Linked DNA regions of Mus musculus: all the other regions are linked to region 3. The links are chromatin contacts, called in public capture Hi-C and promoter capture Hi-C maps. All regions are on one chromosome and are shown on one strand. The core of a region is the stretch at or near the end of the contact, and the rest is flanking DNA. Distances in the headings are between cores, read along the strand shown. Region 1 overlaps Clint1 (clathrin interactor 1). Region 2 holds the start of Thg1l (tRNA-histidine guanylyltransferase 1-like (S. cerevisiae)). Region 3 holds the start of Il12b (interleukin 12b). Region 4 holds the start of F630206G17Rik (RIKEN cDNA F630206G17 gene). Region 5 holds the start of Cyfip2 (cytoplasmic FMR1 interacting protein 2). Region 6 holds the start of Fndc9 (fibronectin type III domain containing 9).

Evidence for each region. Promoter capture Hi-C pulls out the DNA fragments that hold promoters and counts their contacts. Capture Hi-C pulls out chosen DNA fragments and counts their contacts.
Region 1: a contact with region 3 is called in a promoter capture Hi-C map of liver, with 4 times the contacts expected there. The contact joins the enhancer-like site here to the promoter of Il12b in region 3. A contact is called at or near these places in 7 of 39 promoter capture datasets (the 3T3-L1 cell line, the C10 cell line, hippocampal neurons and 3 more), 1 of 115 datasets of contacts at active chromatin or transcription factors (astrocytes) and 1 of 9 other capture datasets (embryonic stem cells).
Region 2: a capture Hi-C map of macrophages shows a contact between it and region 3, with 4 times the contacts expected there. The contact joins the promoter of Thg1l here to the promoter of Il12b in region 3. A contact is called at or near these places in 6 of 39 promoter capture datasets (the 3T3-L1 cell line, the C10 cell line, hippocampal neurons and 2 more), 2 of 115 datasets of contacts at active chromatin or transcription factors (astrocytes and large pre-B cells) and 2 of 9 other capture datasets (adipose tissue and macrophages).
Region 4: a contact with region 3 is called in a promoter capture Hi-C map of pre-B cells, with 26 times the contacts expected there. The contact joins the promoter of F630206G17Rik here to the promoter of Il12b in region 3. A contact is called at or near these places in 9 of 39 promoter capture datasets (the 3T3-L1 cell line, the C10 cell line, hematopoietic stem and progenitor cells and 5 more) and 1 of 9 other capture datasets (liver).
Region 5: a promoter capture Hi-C map of liver shows a contact between it and region 3, with 5 times the contacts expected there. The contact joins the promoter of Cyfip2 here to the promoter of Il12b in region 3. A contact is called at or near these places in 2 of 39 promoter capture datasets (liver and pre-B cells), 1 of 115 datasets of contacts at active chromatin or transcription factors (large pre-B cells) and 1 of 9 other capture datasets (liver).
Region 6: a promoter capture Hi-C map of pre-B cells shows a contact between it and region 3. The contact joins the promoter of Fndc9 here to the promoter of Il12b in region 3. A contact is called at or near these places in 4 of 39 promoter capture datasets (the C10 cell line, hematopoietic stem and progenitor cells, liver and 1 more).

The regions. Positions count from the first base shown.
Region 1 is chr11:45,895,567-45,898,283 of GRCm38.p6, forward strand. All of the region lies in intron 8 of Clint1 (clathrin interactor 1), which reads left to right. Among named protein-coding and RNA genes, the nearest start is that of Clint1, 45 kb to the left of the region's middle. Within about 2 kb of position 1,430, at least 8 of the 459 cell types and tissues checked have an H3K27ac peak or open chromatin away from gene starts, as enhancers often do. A contact at or near this core is called in liver, where this site is marked.
Region 2 is chr11:45,954,221-45,956,920 of GRCm38.p6, forward strand. Thg1l (tRNA-histidine guanylyltransferase 1-like (S. cerevisiae)) reads right to left here and starts at 1,283. Exons shown (of 6, transcript NM_001080969.3): 1 at 1,055-1,283; 2 at 1-12. The coding sequence starts at 1,245.
Region 3 is chr11:44,398,698-44,401,397 of GRCm38.p6, forward strand. Il12b (interleukin 12b) reads left to right here and starts at 1,366. Exons shown (of 8, transcript NM_001303244.1): 1 at 1,366-1,421.
Region 4 is chr11:45,806,747-45,809,480 of GRCm38.p6, forward strand. F630206G17Rik (RIKEN cDNA F630206G17 gene) reads left to right here and starts at 1,337. Exons shown (of 4, transcript NR_045876.1): 1 at 1,337-1,578.
Region 5 is chr11:46,310,928-46,313,666 of GRCm38.p6, forward strand. It overlaps Cyfip2 (cytoplasmic FMR1 interacting protein 2), which reads right to left and starts at 1,431. Exons shown (of 31, transcript NM_133769.3): 1 at 1,300-1,431.
Region 6 is chr11:46,234,228-46,237,065 of GRCm38.p6, forward strand. It overlaps Fndc9 (fibronectin type III domain containing 9), which reads left to right and starts at 1,330. Exons shown (of 2, transcript NM_177075.4): 1 at 1,330-1,369. The region is part of intron 23 of Cyfip2 (cytoplasmic FMR1 interacting protein 2); the gene reads right to left.

The DNA.
Region 1 (2,717 bases), core at 180-2,679, 1.5 Mb after region 3:
AATGAGCATTCTCTGCTATTTGGAGAGAATTATTTGACTGCCTAACAGGAAGAAGGTGAGAATTTGGTAACCCCTTACCCTAATTTCTTTGGTGCCTATGAGTGACTATGTGGGTTACCTTTGCTTTCTCGGCCTTACAGTCAGACACCCATTTCTCAAAGCTTTAGAAAGATCTCACCTAGTTTTAAACCTTCTGACCTTTAGGCCTTGAGAGGAAAAACTGTTGGTTGTAGTCCACAAGTCTCAGTGACTGGTAAATGTGACCTCAGATCACTGTGACATGTCTCAGTTCACAGGGCTTCCTCTCCTCTCCATACTGCTTCCTCCTTCAGAGTCTAATATGTTGATGACATTTTTCACAAAGAGTTTGGAGGCTTTGTTGTTTGCATGTTTAAGCTGTTAAGATGTGAAAATTTACATTAACATTCACCTTTTAAATTTTCCTTTATAAAAATATGTGTTACTCTGTATGCTTTTGTTACATGCCCTAAACTTCATTATGGTTGTCAAAGCAGATATATGCTCATTACTACTTTTTCATCTGTCAGCGAGTGTGTGCTGACCCAGACACTGGAATTCTTGGGCTCTTGGAAAAGTCAAATAAAGGAAGTAATCGTCAGTCAAAGGGCAATAATTGACTGTAATTACCTAGTTATAAGCATGCTGGGTGCTTTGCAGGGAAGGGGGCACTATATGAATATATATAACTGACTTCCTATTAAGCTTATTGGAAGAGGGCTGTGGCCAGGGTGGAGTGCACATGCCTGTGCCTACAGCTCTTGGCAAGCAGAGTTGAGAGGGTCTCCAGGCAACCTGGGCAAAATACCCAGATCTGTCAGAGAGAAGGGGGAGAACATCACATTGAACAGTGGATGACGCCTGTCTCAGTGGTGAGACTAAGGATTTCTTCTTGTGATCTCCAGTGTGTGCTAACTTTGAGTAATTCCTAACAACTTGGATACCATAGGATTGCACTTGATGATTACAGTCTTAATAAACTACTGTATTCCAATAAAAAATAGCTCAAGGTAAGAGCTTTTTAAGGATAGTTTTTCTAAGGCTCTTTAAAGTTGATTACATTCAAATATAGATGAGCAGGATGCAGGTTGAACTAATGTCCAAAGGGCAGCTGTTTTCAAGTTGTGTAAATAATTCCCAAAAGCAAAGCTTTTGGACTTGCTTTTTGCTTTAAGCACAAGTCCGTGATATAAATTGCTTTTCATAAATAGATTAGTGATTGTAAAACCACCAGTTCTTTTCTTTCTCTCATGCTGTCATGAACTACTGGCCTAGGAATAAACTTGCAAGGCATCTGGTTTGACCTGGTTCTGAGACCCTTCTGTCACTGTTCTACAATGACTGTGACCTAGAGAGGCTGCCACACTCACAGCAGCAGAACGCTGCCCTGGGTGTCTGAACAGCCGCTGGGTGCTGTCTCTGTATATTTAAGATTGGAGCTACAGTGCGAACTGGTAGTTAGCATACAGCCATCTAATGTGTCACAGAATAGCAGTTATTTTGGACTTCCTGGCACGAACTATGAAAAGGCCCTGTTTAAGTCAAAGAATTAAGTAACTGGGAAGATCATCTGTATGCCATGACTTTCCTCCTCTGTGACCCAAGATTTCTTTGAACAAAAAATTGCTTTGAGCAGAAAGAACCCTTTGAGTGTTTTTTCTTCTCTGGTGTAAATGGTAGACTGACTTATATACATATAACAATTAATATAGTAACTGAGGCAGAATTTAAATGAAATCTGCAAGGTTTTTTGCCCTTAAAATTTAGCTTAATATTATCTCAAAAGCAACTGAACATGGTTTGACATCAGAATTACTTTTTAATAACTTCATTTGAAATATATATTTAGCCGTGGATCTTAAATGAAGTTCTGCTACAGAAGGAAGTTAAATTTAAAAACTAGCACTTGCACATGAGACTGTGTAAGGACCTGCCAGATGTCCTGTATGTATAATAAGACTCCCATGCAAGTGATAGGGCCACAGACCACCAGTGAGGTAAGCAAGCATCTGCTCATGGCCCCCTCAGCAGATGAGCATCTCCATAGCCGTGTGTGTGTGTGTGTGTGTGTGTGTGTGTGTGTGTTTACATCATCATTGCTAGCATTTTACAGAATATCTGCTAAAATGTGCTAAAATACTTGATTAAAATCTGTAGACTATCTGACCAAATTTATAACTGCATATGTGAAACCTAGGCTGTGTGTCATCTTGTTCTTGAGTTTGTTTTGATACATGCTCCATCATAATCTTCCATTACAGTTAGTCTTCTAGAGATGATGTTTCAGTGCCTGCTACAGAAAGTTTTCCTAAGTCAGTGCTAGAAAATAGGTATTAAAATTAGAAACTAAGCCAACTAAAAATAGAATGCTAAAAACATTCCATTTCTCTTTTAGTGTGAGTCAACCTTGTAGGCTTTGTCCCTTTGTGAATAAGGAATTTAGGTCTTAACTTACTGCTCCACAAGCTGTATGTCTCTTGAGTGAGAGTGGAGAGAAACGTGTCACCAGTACAACTAGAAAAACTGTGTTAATAGGGCTTAGTACAAAACAGGGGTTCTTTGTGTAGCCCTGGCTGTCCTGGATCTCACTCTGTAGACCAGGCTGGCCTCGAACTCAGATCTGCTTGCCTCTGCCTCCCGAGTGCTTGGATTAAAGGCGTGCACTGCCATCACGTTTCCCAGGCTTAAAAACATTTTTT
Region 2 (2,700 bases), core at 33-2,532, 1.6 Mb after region 3:
TCCTCAGCAAACCTTCATAGAGGAAAGAGAGGGGCACAAGCGGTGGAGAGTGTCATCACCAACACCATCCACAGAGGCAGTTAAGAGAGATGGAGAGATAGCTCAGTAGGTAAACTGTCAGGACCAAGTTCTAGCCCCAAAACATAAAACAGGGTGGGGGCTTGGTGGCACCTGCTTGTCATCCCAGTGCTGGAGAGGTGGAGGCAGGATTCCTGGGGCTAGATGACCACCAGGCTAGAGTATCTGGTGAGTTCCAAGGAAGTTCCATGAGAGACTGTCTCAAGAAAAACAAGGAGGACAGCTCTGAGGAGGGACACCCAACATTAACCCTAAACTTACGCATAAGCATGTACAGAAAAAAAAAAAAAACACGTTTTTCTTTCTTACTTTGACACACTGACAAAAAGGGATACAACTGCTAGGCTTCAATCCACTTTTCTGTGAAGTTTCACCTTACTGGGTGAATTGAGAACACTATTACCTTATCAGGTTGTATTGCTGATTAGGAGATCAAAATGCTCTTACTAAGTGCTCAATAAACATTACTATAGCTCTATGTACTTAAACAGCTATAAAATGGTAATAACGAATAACATAGCCCTTTATTGAAATTAAGTCCCCAATAGTTTACTCTCCTTTTTTCTTCCTGACTCTAGTGCAGTCAGTTCATGTAATATGAAGCTGACTATGAGAACGGGACATACTATCAACTCATGACCACAGTTAGGCTTATGCGGGCCTCTTAACAACTCTCAAAAATAACAAAAGGGTCGCACGTGTGACTGAAGTTTAAGTAGTGGACCGAGAAATGACACCTCCCCCCCACACACACACACACACAAAGTTCTTGCAAACTGGTTTCAGCTAAAGTAGCACGGGTTTTTCACCAATTACAGTACCCAGTTCCTTTTAAATATCTCAACCACCTAGCAAGTCCTTCAGGCGACGCTCAATGCTGAGTGTTCATTGGCTGTCGCGTTACCCCGGTAACTACGAGAGGCGCACTTCCCGGAAGTGTGGGCGCACCACGCGGTCTCCCGCCCCTCCAGCTCACCGGTGGAAATTCCGGCCGTCCAGCCGCACCACCACCCAGCAGTGCGGCAGGCATGTGTCCTGAACCTCAAAATTCCGCACGTACTCAAACTTGCTCTTGGCCATGGCCACCCCCAATCTCAGGCACCGTCTTAAAATAACGGAAGTAGCAGCCAAAAGACTGCCGATCCTCGCTGTGCGGAAAGCCCACATTCGCCATAAGGAAGCAATGGACGGGCCCCACCCCGGAAGTTCCTGTCGCTGTCAGAGCCGCTCTAGCCACGGTGGAGGTTTCTCTATTGACTCTATTGCCTTCAACTCAGCTGGCTGCCAGGCGTGTTCTTCTGGGCTGTGGGTGCCTGTCTGTTACCCCGTAGGCAGCAAATCGCAAGCTATCAGATGTTGTTTTGTGACCAAGTTTAAAAGTATAGTTGTGACCTTTTTGTCTTGTACTTCTAAATAGCATTTATAAAGCATTTCTAAGTAGCATTTCTAAATTCCTTGCTAAGATGAAATACACTAAATTATCACTTTATAGTTCGGGGATGGGGTGGGGAGGATCTTCTAGATTCTTCTAGGTAAGTTTAAACAAGGAACATAAAATAGAAATTGATCATCTGTACAATTTTGTATTTTCTTCCATTGACCCTGTTTGGTTTTTTTTTTTTTTTTTCTAGAGTTATTTAGTGGTTGTTCCAGTAAAGTGTGATTTAAACAAAGAAAGGGCCAGCAAGACAACTCAGTCTGTAAAGATGCTTGATGCCAGGTGTGATAACTTTGATCCCTGGAAGCCACATGGTGTGTCCTTCCTTTCTCAGGCTTTCCAAAAGTGAATACCAGAGGCAGGTTACCCTGCCATATGTCATTAGGTGAATTTAAAATTTGTACTCATCACTATTAAAAGATTTTGTATGTGTGTGGGTGAGTTTATGTGCATCTGTGGAGGTCAGAGGAAGACATCAAGTATCTTCGTCAATCCCCCTTCATCTTAATTTTAAGACTGCCTTTCACTGATCCTGGCTCTCACTGGTTGACCTAGAAGTCACTAGATGGCCAGCAAGTTTGAGGGAGCCTCCTCTCTCTGCCTATCTCACACTGGGGCTGATGGGTATAAGCTTCCACATCCCACTTTATATCTGAATGTTGAGAATTTGACTTTGGATTTCTACGCTTGCCTGGCAAACATAATAATTACAGGGCCATCTGCCCACTCTTGAACTCAGGATTGTTTTAAAATGCATTTCCTAGCTTTGCCCACTGGGCACAGATGAAATGATACCCTGAAAGCAATAGGCATACAATTCGTGGTTGCTAACACCTCTCTCCACTAGAGTATACTCCTAGAAGAAGTGACTGCCTCCTAGTTAGATGAGTCACAGAAAACACAAAATGAGACTGGGGCACATGTTGTGGCAGAAGGGAAAGAACTGCTAGGAGTAATAAGACGAAGTGACAAAATGAGCCCAGAGGACTAGTGCTGCCACTGAGCAAATCTGAGGTGATTTGAGTATCAGAACAACAGTGAGTGATTATCATGTATGGAATAAGTGAAGGCCCAGGCAACATAACAATACTCAAAGAGAGGAAAGTTCATGGATAGTTTTGGAAGTATTGTTACACTAACTTCTTACACTGGCAATTGATTATTAAAGGGAACAAGGCCCTTTT
Region 3 (2,700 bases), core at 116-2,615:
GCTGTCCTCAGAGATCCCCTAAAACTAGCACATTATTTTTTACTGCTATTTCACTATGCAACGAAACCTACTTTGTTCACTTAAGAATGATCTTGTATGCAAAACCAGTTTCACTCGAAGCCTAGGAGTACAGGGATGCCACTAGCTAGCTTGCTGTGACTGATGTCTCCACCCTCAGTTTGAAGCCGATCAGGACCAAAGAGGGATTGCAGCTGGGCTGCTGGAGTGAGGAAGTGTGTGGCTGGGAAGCTCCGCAGTTCTCTCCCCCTCCCCGCGCCCCAGGCAGACTGACACTTGGAAGAAAGTTAGGCCGGAAATCTACACCGCCCGAAACCTGACAGGGTCCAACCTCAGCCCTAGGAACTTCCCAGGAGGCGGGAACCCAGGCCAGGGACAGGAATGGAGAAGCGGCGGGTTGTGTCCCTTGCGTCCCAACCGCGAGGATGTCCTCGCTTCGCGCCCTCTATCGGCGGCTCTGAGAGTGGCTCTCATCTGTATGCGAACTGGATGTGCAAGAAGAGCTAATATTTCTGAGCACGGATGAGGAAGGGAGGTAACATCAACTTACAGGATTGCACACCTCTTTGCAATTTTAAACTCCTCAAGAAGAGAAACTACAAAGGGTTTATAGGACCACAGACACGTTATTACTGAAGTGAGAATATAGTATGGGTACCCAAAAGAGTGACCTTTGAATCATCTGTACGCTTGCCTATGTCTAGCTCAGTTCATGCTGCTATCAATCCATGAGTAAGGACCTATAAGCATAAGAGACGCCCTCAAAACACTATGACTTTTATTAGTTATTCACCTCCCCAGAGCTGTCCCTGGATACAGACAACATAGGTATGAGGTAGGGGGTACGTGGAGCCAAACAGGAGGTAATACCTTCTGAATTTAGATGCTAACAAGAAAACATGGGGAAAGGTGGCCCAGATACACTAGGCCCTTTATTCTTTGGGCCTGTAACACCTACTTATTTGATTGTGGCATGAACCATGAACTCGGTTTGGGGCAAGTCCTTCCTTTTTCTGCAGTCTGTGGAATCGGGAGAGGTTAGCCATTGCCGCCTCTATTCACCTTAGGCATGATGTAAACAGAAATTAGTATCTCTGCCTCCTTCCTTTTTCCACACCCCGAAGTCATTTCCTCTTAACCTGGGATTTCGACGTCTATATTCCCTCTGTATGATAGATGCACTCAGGGAGGCAAGGGGGGGAGGGAGGAACTTCTTAAAATTCCCCCAGAATGTTTTGACACTAGTTTTCAGTGTTGCAATTGAGACTAGTCAGTTTCTACTTTGGGTTTCCATCAGAAAGTTCTGTAGGAGTAGAGTATATAAGCACCAGGAGCAGCCAAGGCAGCAGAAGGAACAGTGGGTGTCCAGGCACATCAGACCAGGCAGCTCGCAGCAAAGCAAGGTAAGTTCTCTCCTCTTCCCTGTCGCTAACTCCCTGCATCTAGAGGCTGTCCAGATTCAGACTCCAGGGGACAGGCTACCCCTGAACCAGGCAGCGTGGGAGTGGGGTAAGTGGATTCTGGGAGCATCTCGGATGGCTTTCCCCGCTGGTGGAAACCAGGGGCTTTGACGACAGGGGCTTCAAATAGTCATTTAAAAAGTCAGCTAATTACAGATGTGATGGCGCACACCTGTAATCTCCAAATCTGGGAGGCAGGAAACAGAATGCACAGGAGTTTAAGGCCAGATTCAGCTGTGTAATGAGTTTGAGAGAGTCTCAAAAAATTGAGCTACTAATAATATGTGCCAAGCATTGTGGACAGATGTGTATTTGATAGAAAGGTTTGCTTTGTCTATATAGACACATATACTATGTGCATTTTCTTAAGTATTAATGCATATGTGTTAAGGAGTGTTGTTAAAATTCTGTTCTTGCCTTAAGAGTGAAACTTAAAAAAAAAAAAAGCCTTTCATGTACCCCTTCAAGCCTAAGCTCATCACTGAATGTCCTACCTGTGATGGCCTTTAGAATCAGCTATGATAATCAAAGTGGAGAGCTGGGTTTGGGGGTTCCTTTGGATTTTAACTAACTTTGCCACCTCTTCAAAACTGGAAAGCCCAAGGCATGTTCCAAACTATTTCCTAAAGGGTTCTAAAATCTGTGAGAAAGGGAAGGCTAATCTTCATGGGTTGGCTTCCTCTGCTTGCCCAGGTGAAATCATGAGCACCAGATGGGGCAGGGTGATGGGGCAGGGTGACATCTTGCTTTCACCCAGGGATCACTGAGCCTCAGCTGGGGGCTCCGTTTGTTCAAGCAAGGCATTTCAAGATGAAGTTAGGTCACCCCCAAGAATTCATTTTGCTGAGATCTGAAATACTGTGATTATTGCACCAACAATCCATGGACTCTCTCTAGGCTAGATTCTGGATATAAGACTAGACAGATATGACCTCTGTCACACACCTCGGTATGGGAAAGGGGGGACAGACATTAAAGACGTAATCAAATGATTGTCATTTCAGCGATGCTGAAGGGGAAGAGTAGCTATTTGGGGTCCTGTTTTCATTTGGGGCTCAAGCTGGCACTTTCTGTGGATCATTTCATGAACTCCTAACCTGACAGAGTTATTTTTAATCTAGGAGTACAGGCTTGACAAAGTCAACACAACTTGTCAAGGTCACATAACTAACAAGTGGCAGACTGAGGTCTGTTTGGCTGTAGAACCAAGGCCCTTTGCCCG
Region 4 (2,734 bases), core at 87-2,586, 1.4 Mb after region 3:
AGCCACTACCCAGAAATATCTGCTAACCAACTGGCAAGGTGAGGACCTTGTGTTAAGTTCTGGGCCTGACTTTTTGTGGAGATCTTGGAGGAGCAGAGTGTCTCCGATGCCTAGCTGGCTCGGTCCTTCATCATTTGTGGAAGGACAGTGCTTGCATAGACATCATCCTGAGTTGCCTTGCCTGGTTTTGGTTTGTGACTAAGTCTCACTTCATCTTCTTATACTTTAAGTAGTTCTACTTCCTCTTGTGCCCAAGGCCAATAATGCTCATTGGTAAGTACCATGAGGACTGACTGAGGGACATAGTTGAATTGGAAAGTACACGAGGACTTGAATAGCCAAGAGTGGGGCAAAATCACAAGCATGAAGTGGTTAATAATATGAGATCACTGGTGCATGCAAATTTTTATCTAGAAGAACCATTAAGAAACATGGGGGTGGGGGGGAATTTGCACACACTTCATCCCAGTAGACTGCCTGAGCCTGTAGAGTCCATCCAGCTGAATTTATACTTATAAAAATTGTTTGCTGTTTCCTTAGTTAAATTCTATTTTAACTAGACAGTCTCTATTTGTATTTGCTAAATTGGCAACCTCACCCCTAAGGGACATGTGACAATATCTGGGCAGATATTTCACTATTGAAAATACTAACTGGTATCTAGTAAATAAAGGCCAGGGACACACAGGGCAGAGTCAGCCCACAGTAATCTGGCCCCAAATATTAATAATGCCACCATCAAGGGAGCCTGATCTAAGTGAGAGATTAGTACTGATGTATCTAACCCAAGCATTCAGGAAAGTAGGGCAGGGAGTGGGGCAAGGACATAGTTCAGTGCTAAGGTACTTGGTTTACATGTGTGAGGTCCTGGGTTCTAACCTCAGCAGTGCAAACACACAATACCCCAATTAGATCATAAAATAAACTCATTATATTGAAGGTGGGTGTGGTGGTAACACATGCCTGTACTCTCAACACTTGTGTGGCTGGAAAGAAGAGCCTAGAGTCTGAAACATTAAAATGAACATCCAAAGAAGATGTTCAGAGTGAAGGAAGTCTTTCCCCACCCTGGGGATCGCAGGAGAAACAAAGCATGCTCCAGACCACTATGCTGGAAGACTGGAAACCCTTCCAAACCTGGACTTCTTCCCATGAAGAAAGCGTGCTGGAGAAAAGCATAGAAATGCCGTGTAATCGGCTCTGCACCTCGCCCTGCTGTGGCTTGTTCTCTCCACTCACAAGCCCACTTCTGTTCTGGGCAGTGGTTTCCCTTCCTTAATAAACTATATTTCTGTCTCTAACCACGTGTCCTCGGCCCAATCATTCTGGTGCCCTAGACCACAAGAGCCCGAAATAAGATGGCCTCTAAACTTGGATCTGCAGCCCTGCGCCAAGTGTGTTTCTTCTTTTATCTCTGTCGATGCTGGCCAAAAGCCTGGGTGAGCTTGCTTGCCCTCGAGCTCGGTGCAAGACTACTTCTCTGAAGCCCCCACCCCACCCCCCCATCTACCATGCAGTTTTATACAGCCCTCCCTCCATCGCTGATCACCCAGCTGTCTCGGACCCTAACTCAAAAAGGTATGACTTTCTCTGCTCCCCTCTCTCTCCTTCCTCTCAGTAGCTGCTTGACATTTACCCTTGACTACTCAGCCACTTTTCTCCGGATCTCTAACTGTCCTCTAACTCCCTTCTGAGTCTGTTTTTAAATCTTTGTATGAGTGAGACTGAGAACTTGAAAGGAACCCAAATTCCCTTCACATTGGGGGGGCGGGGGGGGTGGAGGAAGGAAGATCAGCAACTGCGGGTCATCCTTGACTACAGAGCAAGCTGAGGCCAGCCTGTGCTACATTAGATCTCGCTTCAAAAATAAATAAATAAATAAAAGGAGAGGGGGGAGGGTAAAAGCTGAAGTTGGGGAGAAAGAACAGCAGTGAGGGTGCAGAAAGGTTTGAAGAGAGCCTGGGCTATATAGCAAAACACTGTGTCCTAGAAAGACAATGTCACTCACTGCAAAGTATCCAGTATCCAGTTAGGTGTGTAAGGTAGCAATAGGACACTTGTCCCAACCCCTACTGACAAAAACGCAGTGCCATTAAAATACCACAGTAGGATAGCATCCCCTTAAACACCTATAAGTCTCTTAACCACTCCACTCCCATCTCCTTTGAAAAGGTGTTTGTGAAGTTTATTGTGAATCTCTAAGCTACTAAAAACTAGAACTTTTCGGGGGAGGGAGAATTTGGGGGAGGGCATTCTTTTGTACTTGTTATTTGTTTTTGCAGTGTGGGGGTGGAACACGGGGGGGGGGGGGGGGAGGGCTTGCCCATGCAGCACTAAACTGCCCCATTGCCCTCTTTGAAATGGGTATTTTATCGTGGAGAAACACACAAAATCCTCACTGCATTTGGTAGAGGGAACTCAAATATTACTGGATATTCCAGGCTCTCACTGAGCCCTACAAGGAATGAAAACAACTGCTAAACGAAACCAGTGCACTTCCAGCAAAGCCACCTTCCCCTTTCCAACTCTCTGAAGAGGTCCATTGCAAAGGGTGTGTTTCTGCGTGTGTGTGTGTGTGTGTGTGTGTGTGTGTCTCTGTCTGTCTGTCTGTCTGTGACTGTGTGTCTGTGTCTGTGTGTGTTTTCCAGAGAAGATCAAAAGTTTTCACAGCTGATTAGCATCCAGAAAGCAACAGCCTGCTTTAACCTTGAGATGCAAATAGTCAAAGATTGTC
Region 5 (2,739 bases), core at 181-2,680, 1.9 Mb after region 3:
TGGGAAAACCTTTTGTATTTAGCTCTTCAAGATAAATACCACTCACTGGCTCCTTTCTCAAGCAAGTTTGACAGGAGAGAAGGGACCCAAGGAGCATCGGGTGGAGGGGGGGAAAGCCACAGAAGGGGGGATGGTGGTAGGGACAACTACCTTCAAGGACTTACAATCCCGACTATAGATATTAATCTATATTTTTGTCCTCCGACAATGGCGGGAGGGGGGGGTGTCACTGAGTGCTAGGCAATGGTTCTTGCAGGGCCTGTGCCCAAGAATAAGGCTGGTCACTTCTAAGGGAAGGGGTCAAGAGGTAGAAATGGTTGCTTAGGAGCAACAGTCAGTCGTCAGTCTGATCCCTAAGTCTTCCTGCCCAACTGTGGGGCTGTGGGCACTAAAGAATTGGGCTAGCCAAGTTCTAAGTCTGGACTGGAAAACACCCAGATAGTCGCGGGAGAAAACCAACAGTCGGTTCAACCATGCTCCCTGCCCCCACCCTTAGCCACAAGCTACTCCTCTTCCTGTACACACAGGAGGGCTTACCTTCCTGAAGGTGATGTGGCAATCTCCCACAACAGACAGGTGGGCAGCTAAATACGAAGGAAACCTTGACCCCTAGGATTCCATCACCCCACCTTTCTCCTCCCCAAAGCCATCCAGGGGAGAGGCGCTAGTATAGGCCAGAACGCTTCGAAGCAGGTCAGCCATGCCTCCCGGCTCATCAGAGCTTTCCTCTCCCAAACCGTGCCGCTGTGGCCCCGGCCCCACCCGGCTTCGGTTCACCGCGGGCGCCCAGTACCCCCTTGCCTGTCAGGCGGGCCCAGGCAGCTCTCTCTGGCCTTGGCTGAATGATGGTGGCCGCGACCGCAGAGGCGGGGACTGCCCGGCGATCTGCAGTATGTAGGTGCAGGGATGTAGCCCCCTCTGGGCTTGTGGCCCCTGCAGGTATCCCTGGTCCCCGAGACTATCCCTGCCTCTTTTTAGGGCGGGTGGCTCCGGCCCAGGCCACGCACCTGCTGTGGCTGCCGCTGAGGCTGCTGCGCGGAGCTCTGCGCTGTACCCACGACTTCTGGAAAACGCTCCCTGCCCAGGGCGCCCGGGGCGGCCGAGGGGAGAAGGGACAACACAGGCCTGTAGCCCGGCCTCCAGGGACCTGAAGCCGTGTAGCCTCGGGCGCCAAGCCAAGCGCCCCCAACGGGCTGGGAGAAGTGGCGCCCGCCCCTCGCGCATCCTCAGGAACGCATCCACCGCCTAGGCAGCATTTCGGTTCCTGCATCAGCCCTGTTGTCTCCGAGAGTCCCTTACCTGGCTCGGTGGCAGGTCCAGGGGAGGGACCCGAGGCTACCGCAGGGCCCCGCGCCGGGGCGCAGGATGCTTAGCCCCGCTCCGCCGCTGCGCCGGCGGACCGCCGCGCCCCGCCCGCGGCCCCGCCTCTCCGCCTGCCGCGGCTCCTCCCCTGGCCGCGGTGCCCAGCCCCTTCGCCGCGGCTGCTGTCACACAAAGAGCCGGAAATGGCTGCGGCGAGGGGCTCCCTGCGCACCCCTGACCTGCAACCTCCTGAACCCATACCTTCCAGCCTTAGAGTATCCAGCCTCCGGACTCTGGAGGTGGAGGAGGGACGACTTTCCTGCTGCCGCCTGCATCACCAGCGACACCTGCCACTCCAGAAGGAAGGAAGCGTCAGCTCCTTTCGCATCTCCCCGGTGTCAAATTATTTTCATATAGTCATTTATTCACCACATCTTTATCGACTACCTGTTTTGTTCCAAGCATCTTGCCAAGAGCCAGGCACGCACTAGTGTGCAGTAGAGCCCCTGCTCGCTTGGAGCTTATTATTTGCCAGCATTAACTGACCTAACAGGAGTCCAATGACAGCTGCTTTCCCAAAGAAGGGAGCAGGCTAAGTGAGAGGTTGAGCCCTTCCACCACTTGAAGAATAACTTCCCAGAGGGCACGGGCTCAGAGGGCACGGGCTCAGAGGGCACAGGCTCAGCGGGAGAAAGCGCTTGCAGCCAAGCTTGATGATGACCTGAGTTCGATTCCCAGGATCCACAAGGTAGAAGGAGAGAGACAGCTTCTGTATATTGTGTTCTGACCTCCACCCACATGCATATATGCACATTACACAGACACACAGACACATACACACACCCATACACACACACAATAAATAAATGTAATAATTTAAAAACAAAGAGAAACATCTACTTCCTTTCCATTTCTTAGTGTAAAAATGTACAGCTATTATGTGTGTGTGTGCGTGTGTGTGTGTGTGTGTGTGTGTGTGTGTGTGTGTGTGTGCGCGCGCGCGTGCCCATGTCGATCCCATTGAGGTAGAATTGACTCGTGGACAAAATCATGATAAGCTGACTTTTAGGCAAACCTAGGAAGGAGCTGAGGAGACAGAAGCCTCTTAGATGCTGCTTAGGGCTCTTCAAAGAATCCATTGCTCCTTGAGACATAACTCGGAGGGCTTTAGGTAGGGATGAGGCCAGCTGCATTCAGTCCTGACCTGAACCCACCCCAGCATGGTACTGCTCTGAGTGGGAGATGCAGTACCTGCAATAAAGGGAATAATAGTTGCTCTGGGTACCATATATATATATATATATATATATATATATATATATATATATATATATATATATATATATGTGTGTGTGTGTGTGTGTATGTATATAAAGTATTTATTTTATTCTGTGTGTATGGGTATTTTGATTGCATGCACATATATGTGTACCGCAT
Region 6 (2,838 bases), core at 80-2,579, 1.8 Mb after region 3:
GGAGATGTGCTGTATTCCTAGAATGCTGTGACAGACTGGCACAAACATGGTGGCTCATAAGTGACAGGATGCTTTCTCACACAGTTCTGTGGACAGGAAGCCTGAAATCAGCACGTCTGCAGGACAGCTCCCCTGTCCCGTCCCCCCATCCCCATCCCCTATCCCCGCCCGCTGCTCATGGATCCATTGCTTCCACTCCTGCCTCTGCCTCCACATGGCCTCCTCTTGTGTGTGTGTCTCCATGGGTTCAAACGTTCATTCTCTTAGAAAGACTCCATAGAAGTGATCAAGGGTGATTTCATCTCGCGATCCTTAACTAATTAACACCCATGAAGGCTCTACTTCTAAAGCCATGCTCTAAAGTTCATGTTGAGGGACCACCAGTCCATGGGAGATAATGGTTGAGCAATCTTGACAAGGGTATTTGAAATGTTGGTACCCGTGTTTTGCCCCTGAGGTGTTCGAAGCTTTAGAGTTGAAGGAACTGGGATCCAGGCAATACAAGAATCTCGCCCAGAACCATCATGTAGAGGCACTGCAGGAAATGAGAGGAAGGAGGGGGAGAATTTCCAGGGGGGAAGTGGGACAGGAAAGGAGGGGACAAGTTCGCCACAGAACCGAAGGGCATCTTTGCATTTGAAACCACTATCCACAGATGGAGATGGAGTAAGACAATGATCACTGGTCAGCCTTCAAGATGGCTCAGCAGTAAACCCCTTACCTCAAGGAGCCTCAGGACCTGAGTTCAATCCCCAGAACCCACATAAAAATGCCAGACACGGGGGTGTGCCTTTGTACCTCAGAGCTTGCAAAGCTCACTGGCCAGCTGGCCTTAGCCTGCTGGGTGCAAATTCCAGGCTCATGAGAGACTTTGTCTCAAACAGAGAGTAGACGGTTCTGGAGAAATGACACTTAAGGGCTGCCTTCTGATCTCTACATAGGTATGACATGAACATGTGTACCTGAAGAGAGAGAGAGAGAGAGAGAGAGAGAGAGAGCGCCAACTACAGAGAAAATACACAAGCACTAGAAGAATGTGCTATCTTGGGGATCAACCTGCAAAATTTTTCAACCTGCTCGTTTCTTGCTGAAGGAACCAAAGCTCCTTTCACTGGCAAAAGCCTACTCAGACTGGTCCCTGAAAGCATTGTGCGTAGATGCCTGCTGGTTGCCATGGTGAATGATGCTGATCTGAAGAATGAATAATGTGAGCGTTGGGGGCGACAGTGGGATTACTCAGTGGTGAGTGAGAAACATCAAGGAGAGCCTGGTGCGGAGGAGGGAGAAGAGGGAGAAGCTCGTCACCTGGGATCCGGTCCGCTCCGGCTCAGAGGGGAGACGTCTATACCAGACACACTGCGAGCATCAGGTAAGAGGCATGGATGGCTGTCTTGGAAATAAAAATGGCTTTTCCTTTCACACTCTGCCTGGAGAGGGGCCAGGCTGTGGGGACTGGATAGCTAAAAATGGGAAGAGTTTAAAAACAGAAGACGGGGAGAAAAAAAAAAATAAATACGAAGAGATGGATTTGTCCCTGGAAGCTGGAGATGCTGTAGAAGCAGTCTCGGTGGAAGCTCTTAGAAACGTCTGCTGCAGGGAACCCAGGCTATAAGATGGCCAGCAGCAGGGGGGAGGCAAGCAGAAGGGGAGGTATGTGTACAAGGACAGGATGCCCGATCACCCCGATGGGAGGGCCTTACAGGGCGCCTGTGTATTAACAGGGTATGAATTCCGCCCACTTACGGAGGTTGGAAGTGTGTTTGTTGGGTATGTAGGTCCCTGGGTGGGGAGGTGGGCATACATCAAGAGACCCGAGGGAGAGTAAGTCCGTTTCCTTCTGAAAGCCATCTCTGGGAGGCTCTGTACACCCCTGCCTCATCTTTTGTATTTCCCATTTACTGGGTGCAAATTCCCAGCCACGTGGAGAGGAGGAAGCTGCTTTCTCAAGCATGTCACTGTCTTTAGAGATGGAAACCAAGGACTGAAAACTTACTTCACGCTGTTACGTTTTCCCCTGGCTCACCTAGCCTAACAACACAAGCCCAGAAACAGAAATCAGTTTGGCTTAATATTCACTTTGGGCTGAACGTGCCCGCTTGCCATTTCAATCTTCCGCAGCATCTGCACTTCTGGCTGGGGATGGGGAATGGAGAAGAAGGCAGAGGGAGACCGGAACATATAGAGCCTGGCAACGCTTGTCTAGATTTTTGATCAGGGGGGATTCAGAAGGAAAGCTTTCTCTCAATCGGAGAGAATGAAAGAAAACCCAAAAACCTTGATGCCTCTCCTTTACCAAAGCTGAAAGGCTTACAATCTGAACAGGGCTCATCTGCCATACAGCCAACCAGGGTACCTCATTTACCAATAATTTAATAATAATAATAATAATAATAAATAATCAACAATAATAATCTATTACTGAACTCAGGGGCTCTGCATTGAAATACAGTGGCTAAGTGGGTAAGTTCTCTCTCTTCCTGTGAGCTGATACTCCAGGCCGCTCATTAATAAGATGGGAATGGAGTCTGTTATTGTGGGAGAAGCCACCTGGCACAGCCTGGATCCAGCAACTGCCGATTTGCTGTGGTTCTCAACCCCTTTGGGGGCCAAACGACCATTGGAAAACACAAACATTTACATTACAAGTCATGACGGTAGCAAAATTACAGTTATGAAGTAGCAACAAAAGCAATTTTATGGTTGGAGGGTCACCATCACATGAAGTACTGTATTAAAGGGTTACAGCATTAGGAAAGTTGGGAACTAGTGGGTTAGACAGTCACAAAAGTCATAGTACTATTGCTACTTTTAGAAGTTATGGGGCAATTAGAAGTTAAG